Linked DNA regions of Zea mays: region 1 is linked to region 2. A link is a contact called in public Hi-C data. All regions are on one chromosome and are shown on one strand. Each heading gives the region's core, a stretch centred on a gene start, on an enhancer-like site or on the middle of the called end of the contact. The rest is flanking DNA. Distances are from core to core; before and after follow the strand shown. Region 1 has its middle 13 kb from the start of LOC100381820. Region 2 holds the start of LOC100273579 (phenylalanine ammonia lyase9).

Region 1 (5,863 bases), core at 2,068-4,567, 55 kb after region 2:
GCGCCGAGCTGTGTTACCTCGGCGCCACAGCCTATGACGCCGAGCATCGGGTCCAAACGTGCAAATAAAATTCCTGGGGGTCCAAACGTAAATTTGTGTCACAAAAGGGGCTAAAAAACAAAAAAAATCGGAAGTGCATGTCCGTTATAATTTAAAGAGTAGTATGTGTTATCCATGTGTCCATTATCTTAATAATACTTAAAATGTTAAAAGAAGTCACCATGTCCACGAGGGGTCTACAATTAACCACGCTAAAAAACAGTAGACTTCTCTACACTTCAGATTGATTGAAACGGATATATAGGGCTTGATTGCTCTTACACTTGTGCAAAAAAGCTATGAGAGACATTGACTAACCTTCTTCGACGACACCTTTCAAAGAAATAAAGAGTAAAACCTTTCTAATTCTTGTATTTTTACAATTTTTGAACCTCCAAGTTTGCTATCGATGGAAGGTGGCTGAACAGTTCCGATCGGAGGAAAAAGAAGCAGCATTTATAACAATTCTATTATATGTGGTTTATTAACTATTCTATTTGTTCTAATTTATAATTTATTTGACTTTTTTATATAAGTTTAACTAACTCGTTTTATTCAAAAAAAATTATAATTATTTTACTGAGATATTGTTCAACATATAAAATACTTTAAGTACGATGGCTGCGAGTCATGATGAACTACACCTTTGAAGATGGAGGGGGAGGTTGACGAGCAGTGTTGATATGGTTGTCAGCCACGATAGTTGCGAGCTACGATGAACCCATGTCTATTGGAGCCCATAAATCGATGTTCATCACGCACGGCACCTATTCCGCAAGCTTCGACGTGGCTCTATCTTCACAAAATATTCTTCTAGTACCTCTCGCGTGTGTATCATCCTTACTACATTATAAAATTTATATGTCAAGAGCTTTCTTCCCAGGAGAGACGACCGTATACGTGGATTTAAGAAGTGACCGAACACAAAAGCAGTTATCTCTTAACGAACAAAATTAGGACTGGTTTGTCATCGTGGAGAGGCTTCGACATGCCAAATGTGTAGGCACGAGCAGTGATTTTAAAGTTTGGATATAACTGTGGTTTATTAGGTTATTTTTTATATAAATCTAGATGATCCGGTGGTAGGAGGGTTTAATTGTTAAATGTAATATATAGTTGATTATATCTAACAAATTAGAAGACTCGTTTGCACGATTGCATTTAAGGCCTGATTACACAACGGTCGTTGCCCGGTAAACCATTGTGACAAAGATGGCTGGATTAACGTTGAAGCTTATTATCGATGGCTCGAAAATGGCTTTAATCCGTATCATTTTCTATTGATTCTACAACATTTTGTCTACAACAATTTGGCTGGCTTTAATCCGAAACGAAACAGCCTGCTTGATTCGAAGATATCAGGATTGTTAGTTTTTTTATTATGGAAACAAAGAGTTCCGGCTTTTACATCAAATGCGTACAACCATTACACGTCAATTATTAACTCAATGAACAAGTGCTTGGATAATGAAGCTAACTTGATGGAACTAAATATCGTGACTATGGATAACACTATCCACACCACACTCAAGTCTTGCATTTTATCGTCATCCATGATTCGCAAAGACTTCCATCGCCACCACTTCTAAGGCTTGACACACATCAAAAATTTGTTGATGTGTTTCTTTCTTCTGTACGAATCTCCATAACCTGAATAAATGAGTACCTCTGAAAATGACCTGCACAATTGATGGTATTGGTTTGTGATTAAAAGTCACCTCATTTCGAGTAAGCCAAATAGACCAAAATAAAGCTGATTTTCCAGTAAGAAGTAATTTTTTGTATCCCTGCTCACTATTACTTGCCCACGACCCGATAATACGATTAATGTTAACGAACATTTCTATTTTAGAGAAAAGTAAATTATTCTCCAAATATTTTTGGCAATATAGCAATAAAAAAGGTGTTGTATCCTCTCATTTTCGGTTGGAAAAGCAACAAGTCAAGCTACCTTTCCATCGTCTTGTGGCTAAATTATCTTTTGTGAGGATCGCTCCTCGACCTAAATTCCACAAAAGACTTATTTTCAAGGGGATCTTAAGTTTCCAAATCATCTTATTCCGATTGTTGTTAGGATTGTACATCAATAAATGGCACATAGATTGGACTGAGAAAATTCCATTCTTATGCTCGTCCCAAACAAATTTGTCCCTAGATGGGTTCAGACTAACCGAATTTAGCAAATATAGCAAGTTTCGCCACTCCACTAATTTAATTCCCGTAATTGTTCTACGAAAAGATAAATTAAAGTTCGTATCTAGAAAAACTTGTGCAACCAAGGCCGACTTATTACACACTATATTACAAAGGTTAGAGAATCGCTCACTAAGAGATCGGCTGGTTAACCATTTATCCTTCCAAAATCTAGTAGCTTGTCCATCCCTCACCTGGAAGTGGCTCCATCTAAAAAATTGATCCTTAATATTCATTAGACCTGACCAGAAGTGGGAATCACCTGGTCTTCTAGATATTTGAGTAAGAGATTTATCTCCTAGATATTTATTTTTGAGTAATTCTTGCCATATCCCATCCTCATTAAGTAATTTGTATAACCATTCGCTGAGTAAGCTAGCAAATATTTTTAACGGCCAGATTAGAGACACCTAAACCTCTCACCTCATCTGTCATCACCATCGCTATTCGATTTAGCATGCGACACACACGAGCTTTCCTCTCCTTGATTACGATTACCGCATCAGTTTATTAGGTAGTACCTAACACCTGTACATACGTTGCATACCTGAGCACTTGACATATTGTGTGGCAAGGAAGGAAGCCCTGACATGGACGCTGCATGTGCCTCGCACTCTAGCTACTCCCTCCCTTTTTTATTTGTCATCATTTTGTTTAAAAATAAACTAGCACCATCACTTGCTAGGACACAAAGAGTGAAGGCCGCCGTGCCCATGCATCAGCCACCAATAATCCGTACATAAATGCTGGTCCCGCCCGGTGCTCTCTGCTCACTGTTGTGTGCATGGATGTGTTTGATTGGATGTATAAGAAGGGATGAAATAGTCGGTCATAGTTTTTGTAGTGTTTGATAAGTCACGTCGAACGAAGTAAACATCGGAAATCAAGGGGACGATGTCGCCCCCATTCATTCTATTTTGATCTGAGACCAAACACATCATAAATAGACATTCATATAGCATATAACGTGTATGCATATAAGCGATGCCACTTCTCATGCTTGTCTCCAGCCCTCAAGTAACGAGATGAAGGGAGACTTGGCCTCCTCGTTGCCTCAAGTGTGATATGCATGGGGCAACGTCCATCCATGCATGATGCATGTGAAGTACGTACACGGTTCCTGGCTTTGAACCATTGCATTTGGTCGCACTGGTTCTGTGGTGGTCTCGTTTACATGGACACACAACAAGGGGAAAGACGAATATATTCGGTCCCCGGCCGGGGGCTTGTCAGGTTGTGCTTTGTGGTGATAGTCTGCCCGTTGGTTAATAGGGTTCAGAATGCATGGTAGCAGCATGCACTTGACTGCAGTTTGGCCAGTCTTGTAGATCTACACATTCTGGTTGCCACCGCTTCATGAAAGAACCAAAGTGGCAGCCTCCTGATATGGTACTACTGCCCGAATTTTTTGCATTTTGGTCCTTCATTGGAAAAAAATTCACGTTTAGACCTTAGAAAATTTTAATGTCATTTTTAGACCCTTTACTCGGCGCCGTAGCCCGTGGCGCCGAGGTAACACAGCTCGGCGCCATAGGCTGTGGCGCCGAGGTACGTGCTGCGTTGGCACAAACGGACGTCGTGGCGCCGACGTGGTACCGAGCTCGGCGCCATAGATCTTGGCGCCGAGCTCTATTCTGAACAGAAAACTTGTCTAGCTTAGTTGGTAAAATACAAGGTTTTTAACCTTGTGGTTGTGGGTTTGAGCCCCACGGTGGACGTTTTTTAATACTTTTTGTCTTTGTCACTTATTTGTTTTTTTGTTGTCCATATTTTCCGTTTATGTCGCTAATTTGTCTGTCCTGATTTATTTCTCATCCAGTTTTATTTTTTTGACTGATTTGTTTATTCGTCCAGATTTTTTTATCCGGCGAGCACAGCAGCTGTGTGCCACAGTACTTAAAAGCCGTCAACTTCTCCCGTTGTTTGCTCAGCTAACTACAATAAAAATCTAATGAGAACACTCTTACTTCAATCGTGATCAAATAAAAATATTATATTTTCATTGAGTTCTTTTGAACATAAATTTTAAATCCATAATAACATATTCCCAGTAAAAAGAAGCACACATATTCATCTTTTTTTCTTCCGCACTAAATAAGTATACTCCATTATATACTTGTCTCATTGATGATATATTTTAGAATTTACTGCATATACAACTGTTGTGCTCGCCGGATAAAAAATTTGGACGAATAAACAAATTAGTCACAAAAATAAAACTGGATGAGAAATAAATCAAGACGGACAAATTAGCGACATATACGAAAAATATGGACAACAAAAAAATAAATAAGTGACAAAGACAAAAAGGTATTAAAAAAGGCCCACCGTGGGGCTCGAACCCACGACCACAAGTTTAAAAGCCTTGTATTTTAATTTTACCAACTGAGCTAGACAAGTTTTCTGTATAAAACAGAGCTCGGCGCCAAGATCTATGACGCCGAGCTCGGCACTACGTCGGCGCCACAACGTCCGTTTGTGCCAACGCGGCACGTACCTCGGCGCCATAGCCTATGGCGCCGAGCTGTGTTACCTCGGCGCCACAGGCTACGGCGCCGAGTAAAGGGTCCAAAAATGACATTAAAATTTTCTAGGGTCCAAACGTGAATTTTTTTCTAATGAAGGACCAAAATGCAAAAAATTCGGTACTACTGCCATATATCGACGATTGAAAGAAACGTATGCTTGTGACAGTTGCAGCAAAATCGTTTTCAGTTTGTTTAGTGTAGAAGCCGGTGACCAAACGGAAGAACACACCAGTGCAGTTGCAGCAAAATTGTTTTCAGGACTAGACCAACCGATGACTGGACCGCCTCGTGTTCGCACGCCTTGTGCATCACGTGGAGGCGAACATGTGAAGCACAAGCTCTGAGATGGTCTCCAATAGCATCCGGTAAAAGGACTGGTACACTACCGGAATTTGGCTCTTTGCCGAGTGTCATATTCTTTGCCGAGTGTTTTATTTCGGGCACTCGGCAAAGAGCTCTTTGCCGAGTGCCACGCAAAAAACCCTCGGTAAAAGAAAACACTCGGCGAAGAAGCTCTTTGCCGAGTGTTTTATTTTTGACACTCGGCAAAGAGTTTCTTTGCCGAGTGTCTTTTTTTGACACTCGGCAAAGGGCTCTTTGCCGAGTGTCACAAATACAACACTCGGCAAAGAGCTCTTTGCCGAGTGTTTTTTCTCCAACACTAGGCAAAGACAATTTAAAAATCACATTTTAAAGTAGTAAATTAATTCAAATGAAAAAGTTTTCAACTACAAATTTGTATAACTCATCATGATGTACAATTTATATATTGAACATTTCTTCATATGACAAAATAAAAATAAATTTGTTCATAAAACCTATATCTCTCTCGTAGTTTATGAAACTACGAAAGAGACGTATAGAATTTGTGCATATTGTTAGAACCATCATCTGAGATAAACAAATTACCAAACAACCAAAATAAACTTTGTAGATCTTGAGAAGTTTATAGTTGACAACTTTTTCATTTGAAGTCATATTGTCAACGAAAACTACGTCTGAATTTAAAAAATTTAAAATTTGAATTTTGAAAACGACTTCGAAAGGAAAAACCACCAACATGAAAGTTGTAGGTATTGAAGAGTTATGAAACTTTGTAGTTG
Region 2 (6,211 bases), core at 1,305-3,804:
TCATGTACGAGCTGCCTTCCAGGACGTGCTCCATGATAGCGGCGGCCTCGATCTGTCCGGGGTGGTGCTTCAGCTTGTGCGTCAGGTGGTCGGTGAACTCGGGCTTGCCGGTCATGACCTCGCAGAACACCGCGGAGATGACCTCGGCCATGACGGCGAGAACGTTGGCCTCGAAGAGCACGGTGGAGGCGAGGCCGGAGCCCACGGCGGTGCCGTTGACCATGGCGAGGCCCTCCTTGGGCTGCAGCTCGAAGAACCCGTGCTCGATGCCGGCGATCCTGAACGCCTCGGCGGCGCCCACCTTCCTGCCGTCGGGGCCCACCGCGACGGAGTTCTGGCGGCCCGTGATGAGGCCGGCGATGTAGGAGAGCGGGACGAGGTCGCCCGACGCGGTGATGGTGCCCCGGAGCGGCAGGCACGGCGTGACGTTGGCGTTGAGCAGCTTGGCGATGGCCTCCAGAATCTCGAAGCGGATGCCGGAGTAGCCCTGGAGGAGGGTGTTGATGCGCACGAGCATCGCCGCGCGCGTGGCCTCGGCCGGCAGCACGTGGCCGTCGGCGCCGGTGCCGAACGCGCCAGCATTGAGGAATCTGGAAGATGGAAACGGGACAGAGTAGAGGTCAATTTTCGGAGCCTTAAGATAGAATATTGAGCAATAAACTTGGTCAGGGTTGTACGTATACGATAAACTTGAAGATTAACTTGGATCAAACAAGGATCTGCCGACTGCCGACTTTTAAGAGTTCAGTTTATGTTTGTATTCCACTTTGTATTAGAGTAACGCTTAAAGCTTAGTTTATGCTTCGCCGTGATAGACCGAGTAACAGCGAACAAAATAATGGATTCGCACACATGGACAGAGAGATATCTTGTCGGTGCAAGTAAATTATTCTTTTGCTTCATTTTGCCAGCTTTGGTGGGTAAGAAGCTTCCCGGATATGGGGCAGTTAGGAACTTTGATGAATGGAAATAATTCCACATGCTATGAGTAGTTGACTGCTTACTCTCACTCTCTTAATTGTTTGTTGCGCCATGGTTGTTTCATCGCTGGCACGCGTTCTTTATTACTCCTATGAGGAAGAACCAGTTTTCTGAAACGTACTGTTGAGCCTTTTTTTTAACTCGGTAAGTAGGATAAGGCGGCGAGACAAAGTCTGAAAAATGCAATCGTGTTGCTGGGTCTGGGCTGTGGTAAAAAAAAAGAGAACGTATTACAGCGCAGCGCCGAAGGTTGCCCATGTTTCTATGACTGACGGGCGCGGTTGCAGCCTGTGCACGAGCAACGCGTGCAACGTGAGCTCGAGCAACGCGCGGGCGGCGGCGGCGGCAGCGAACCCCCGTTGGGCGGCCACCTGTATCGGTCCGTCCAGTACTAGTGGAGTACGTAACCGAAACGGCTCACATCGAAGCGGTGAGCGAGCTACCGGTCCCGGACGCCGACGCCGACGCCGACGCCGACGCCCCAGAAAGCACGGGGTTTCCTCTTCTTCCGCACCTGCTTTCTCTCTTGCCCAACTATGCTGGTATGGTCGGTGGGACAGGGGTGGCCCGCCGAGCGGTGGCCAGTGACACCTAATTCTGGGCGGAGCGTGGGTGTACGCGTGCACCGTTGTAGAGGGCAGGTTCGGTGCATCCGACTGGGGTTTGCATGTGGGATGAACAGCCACAGGCCACAGCCTGGATGTGTCTTTTTTTTCTTCTTTTTCCATTTGTGCGGCAACACTGTTTTAATTTGGATACCAGTATAGTGCAGTATTATACTTGTACAGGTTGTAAGCACGAATGATGTGCACCAGCATGGATAAAAAGTTTGAGGTAGTTAACGTGTATTGCCAAGCCAACAACGACCTAGCTAACACCGCGCCCAAAAAAAAACTGAACATTTGTTTGCTTCAGTAACTGATGGGATCCCGTGCAGTAAACAACTAGCTGCTGTGGGAAAAAAAATAAAAGAAAAGAAATGAAGCGAAGTCAGTCCCAATCTTCTCACCTGATGAGCTCCCTCTGGAGCGCGCCGCCCTCCTTGGTCCTCCTGTGCGACGTGGCGCCGAAGCCGGTGGTGACGCCGTAGCTGTCGGTGCCGTTCATCATGCTGCTCATGACCCAGTCGCTGCTGGCCTTGACGCGGCCGCGGGCGGACTCGTCCAGCTCCACGCGGGCCTCGCCGCCGGCGCCCGCGGCCACGGCGGCCACCTGCCCGATGCTCAGGCTGGCGCCCTGGATCCTCACCAGCGGCTCGCGGAACTCCACCACCATCCGCTTCACCTCGTCCAGGTGGCTCCCGGACAGGTCCTCCGCGGCCTTGCCCCAGTTCAGGGCGTCGGCGCGCGGCGCCGCCGCCGCCGCCGACATGCACAGGCCCTCGCCGTTCAGGGAGCGGACAAGCCCGGTCTCGCACTCCATTGCGGTTGCGACACGTGCGTACGTACAAGAGTATAGAGAGGAGATAGCTGGGAGTACACGAGAGTAGCAGCAGTGCCACTAGCGGATTAGTACAGCTAATTGCGAGACAGACAGACAGACAGTGCTGTGGAAGAAGAGCTGGGGAAAGCTAGCTAGGCTCTTCCTGAGGAGAACGGTGGGGGGGAGCACGGGCTTAAATAGCGTGGCCACCGGTGGGAGAGGGAGGTTGTTGGGGGCCAGAGACTGGCATGGCATGGCAATCGGGGTGGGTAGGTTGTTGGCGGGCTGAGCTGACTCCGCGACGCCTCCCTCGCCCTTGGATGGGCCGGCCAACCATGTGCCGATGCGCGCCACGCCAGTGGCCAGCGCGGCAGCTTGCGTTGCGCGGCCGTGGCCTCCTGCCTGCCGTCCGCCTGGTGATAGGAGACACTGACCCGGCGCCGGACGACGGGCGCACCACACCAGATGCGGTTGCGCCCCAAGGTGGGTGGTCTGGTCACTGGCTGAGTGCGACGGGGTTGGTAGGGGAGCCCCCGTGTGTGTGGACGCGAGCTACTGCCTAGTCCTCCCTCCGTCAGTGTCGAGTTGGTCCGGTCCGTCGCCCGCCCGGACCTTACACACACGCAACGCAACGCAACCACTTGGAGATTGGAGATGCTGCAACTGCAGGCGTGCGAAATGTCACAGGAAATGGCTCGAAATGACGAGTCCACTTCGGGCCTGTTTGGTTCAGCTTTTTCTGACCAGCTTTTTCGAGAATATAGCTGTGGTGAGAATCTGGCTGTGTAGAGAATTTGAGTATCATTATGACTACGTGCAGAGGAAGATAAAGTTGTCTATGGGGCTCAGGATCTATAAAGTGACGGATTCCTACTATTGCGACGACTCAACCGATTATATGTTTATGTTGATTTTGAATGGTTTTTACCCAAACAAATTTTATAGAAACTGACTGAAAAGCTGAGTGTTTGGCAGTCCGCAGCAGCTTTTGGTGGCTAGAAGCTGCGAAAAGCCGAAACAAACGGGGGGCTTCGTCACATCAGCACTCATGACTCACGAGTCCGTCTCAGCTGTGGCCTATAGGATGTATAGCAGTAGTAGAGGTGTTCTGTTGCGATTTCTGTCCGGATTCTGCACCTGCAGAACGAACTTCCAAGGAAAGAAAGGCGCTCCGGATCTGGCGCAGCAATATGTGGAACTTTCACAAACAGCAGTGGCCAACCAAATTGTGATCATTAAAATTTGATGTGATAAACACTCATTGACGATCCCAAGTTCAGATAAGCGTACCGCGAAGATTCCACGCTTCAGCCTTTAATTTTGGACGAATGAAGTATTGTATTTCCATTTCTTTCAAAAAAAAAAAAAACGGTGGAGAGCAGGTGCTCCTAGGCAACATCCATCTAATGCACGAACCGCTACTCTTTTCCGATTTTTTCAAAGCGGGTGGTAGCAGCACTACTGTCACACGCGGTGGGTAGAGCATACTTCGTAGTGGGCGGCGACTATTCTTTGAGAGGGAAGACACAAAGGGTGACCATGTGCATGCTACAGATTATTTTCCCCTTGAAACGAATGCATGCTACAGGTTGTCCTTTTCTTTTACGTTTCAGTGGCATTTCCAAATAATTGGATCGGGCTGTTTACGGTCAAGGTTTTTAACTCTCGTCCAGCTCTTGGTGGCCTGTCAACTGACGCATGGTTTCCGCGTGGTTCGTTTCATGCGTGGACTATGTAAGGGTAAATATATATATTTTTTTTAAAAAAATTGAGCTTGAGCATAGGAATACGGCAACGACGGTTAAGCAAGTAGGTCTCTTGGTCTACGTAATACTCCGTATTTACCACTTAAATCTTTTATTGGACACTAGTAGAGAATCAAGCTTTAGTTTTAGGATTTAGTCATCAGTTGCATCGAGACTAATCCTCTCTTTAGTCCAGGGTCTAATGGCTAGTGTCGTAGATTGGCCTAGAAGGAACCTTTAGCTCTAGTTGGTGGATCCAATAGTAACCTTTACTATTGGTGGATCCAATAGTAACCTTTAGTATCGCCCTTGAGGTGAAACAACTCTATATTTTTTTATATTTGAAAAAAAGGTCAAAGGTTAAGTTGCTCTCAAAAAGGTACTCCCTCCGTTCTTTTTTATTTATCACGTTTTAGTTTAAAAATGAACTAGCAGACGATAACTATTCGAGAACGGAGGTAGTATTATCTAAAATAACTAGTTCTGAAAAAGTAGCTTCTACTTTATACATCTTTAGTTCATACTCCTTTGGTTGGCTTTCGACTTTTTAAAAGCAAAAGCAGCTCAAAATACAACCAAAGACACCTTAAATCTTGAAAAGCGCATCTTTCTTATAGACAATAGACAATGGGGCCTTGGCTACTACATTGGACAAGAGAACATTCATCCGTAGCCTTGGTCACAAGAGTCCTTGCCCTTTACAAGCAAGGTTATCTAGCACTAGTGTGAACATGTATCACTTGTAGGTATGGACATTCGATTTAAACCGAACGTTCGGTTTAATTTTCTTCAGTTTTATAAACTTTGAATTTTAAAAACTCCCAACCGACCATTGTGTCGCGAAAACAAAAAAAACCGAATAGTTCGGTGTTTGGTTTTCAGTTTAAACCAAAAAATGAACATCTGGTTAGCCACATATATTATGTTCTATACAAGCAAGCTACAAATGAATAACATTATATCACGATAATTAATAATAAAAATTCTACTTCTAATTCTATCAGTCAAACATAAGTACATCACTATTCATAACATTACATAGTTACTGAGTTCAAACATAACATTATATCAGTATTTAAAACTCATTTTTTTCTATGACTAGCCTGGCAAATGTATACGAAATACTATAATTTGAGATACTTTGTCTCCAGACACATATTAGTTAGAGTAATGTAAAAAATATTGCAGTTGTGTCGTAACATTTTAAAACCGTGGTATTGTATAACTATGGTTTTGAAATACTTTACTTCCAAACATGCCTAAAAAATATTTTCGGCGGTGAAACTGAACAGACAAATGGATCATGATTATCAAATCGGAGCCATGTTTAGGAGAAGAGGTTTGGAGGATGCAAAAGGGACTGCCGTTCCTACCCCGCGCCTTTTCTCAAGCAATGAAATATTTTCCAATTTCGCTGCTAAAACAAAATAATAACAAGAATGGAATATATATTTCTTGAAAATATAATGTTTCATAAGTAGAGTATGACCAGATAAACAGTCATTAGCCTTTGCTACCCGCCACGCAAAACTAAAGGAAGAAAAAAAAAATGATTTCGAACTATTGAACAATGAACACAACAGTCTTCTTCCTATCCGTCATTCCGTCTCTCTGTTCAGCAGATGGGCAGGGGCTCGCCGTTCCACTCCTTAAGGCACTCGAGCAGCGGATCGATGTGCTTGCCCTGGTTGATGGCAACGAGCACCTTGTTCAGCTCCTCGCCGGGAGAGCGCGTCTTCTCGCCGGTGAGGTACACGGCTCCGAGCTCCTCGCGCACGAAGCGGTAGAGCGGGTAGGAGCGGCAGTCGGTGATTCTGTTCGGTATCGCTGCCGTGCCGTTCTCGACAGCCGCCCGTGCAGCCTCAACCGCCTTGGGCAGCGCCGCGCGCAGGTCCTCCTCGAACTGGGCGACCTTGGCGAACACGGATGTCTCCGCGTTGAACTCAGCAGCGCCGTTGGCGAGGGCGCGCTCCACGAGCACGTTGCGAAGCTTCTTCATCAGCGGGTAGTTAGCGCTGCAGGGGTCGTCGGCATACGCGAACACCGCCTCGCGCTCGATCTCC

The links. A called contact is a pair of places that touch in the nucleus more often than the background predicts.
Region 1: a contact with region 2 is called in a Hi-C map of leaf, with 8 times the contacts expected there. The contact joins the enhancer-like site here to the promoter of LOC100273579 in region 2. A contact is called at or near these places in 4 of 25 Hi-C or Micro-C datasets (ear, leaf and tassel) and 1 of 3 datasets of contacts at active chromatin or transcription factors (leaf).

Annotation. Positions count from the first base shown.
Region 1 is chr5:190,544,689-190,550,551 of Zm-B73-REFERENCE-NAM-5.0, forward strand. No RefSeq gene overlaps it. Among protein-coding and RNA genes, the nearest start is that of LOC100381820, 13 kb to the right of the region's middle. Within about 2 kb of position 3,318, at least 11 of the 20 cell types and tissues checked have an H3K27ac peak or open chromatin away from gene starts, as enhancers often do. A contact at or near this core is called in leaf and tassel, where this site is marked.
Region 2 is chr5:190,490,794-190,497,004 of Zm-B73-REFERENCE-NAM-5.0, forward strand. It overlaps LOC100273579 (phenylalanine ammonia lyase9), which reads right to left and starts at 2,555. Exons shown (of 2, transcript NM_001147997.2): 1 at 1,991-2,555; 2 at 1-590. The coding sequence starts at 2,403. LOC103627433 (phenylalanine ammonia-lyase) reads right to left here. Exons shown (of 1, transcript XM_008647730.4): 1 at 5,577-6,211. The coding sequence ends at 5,764.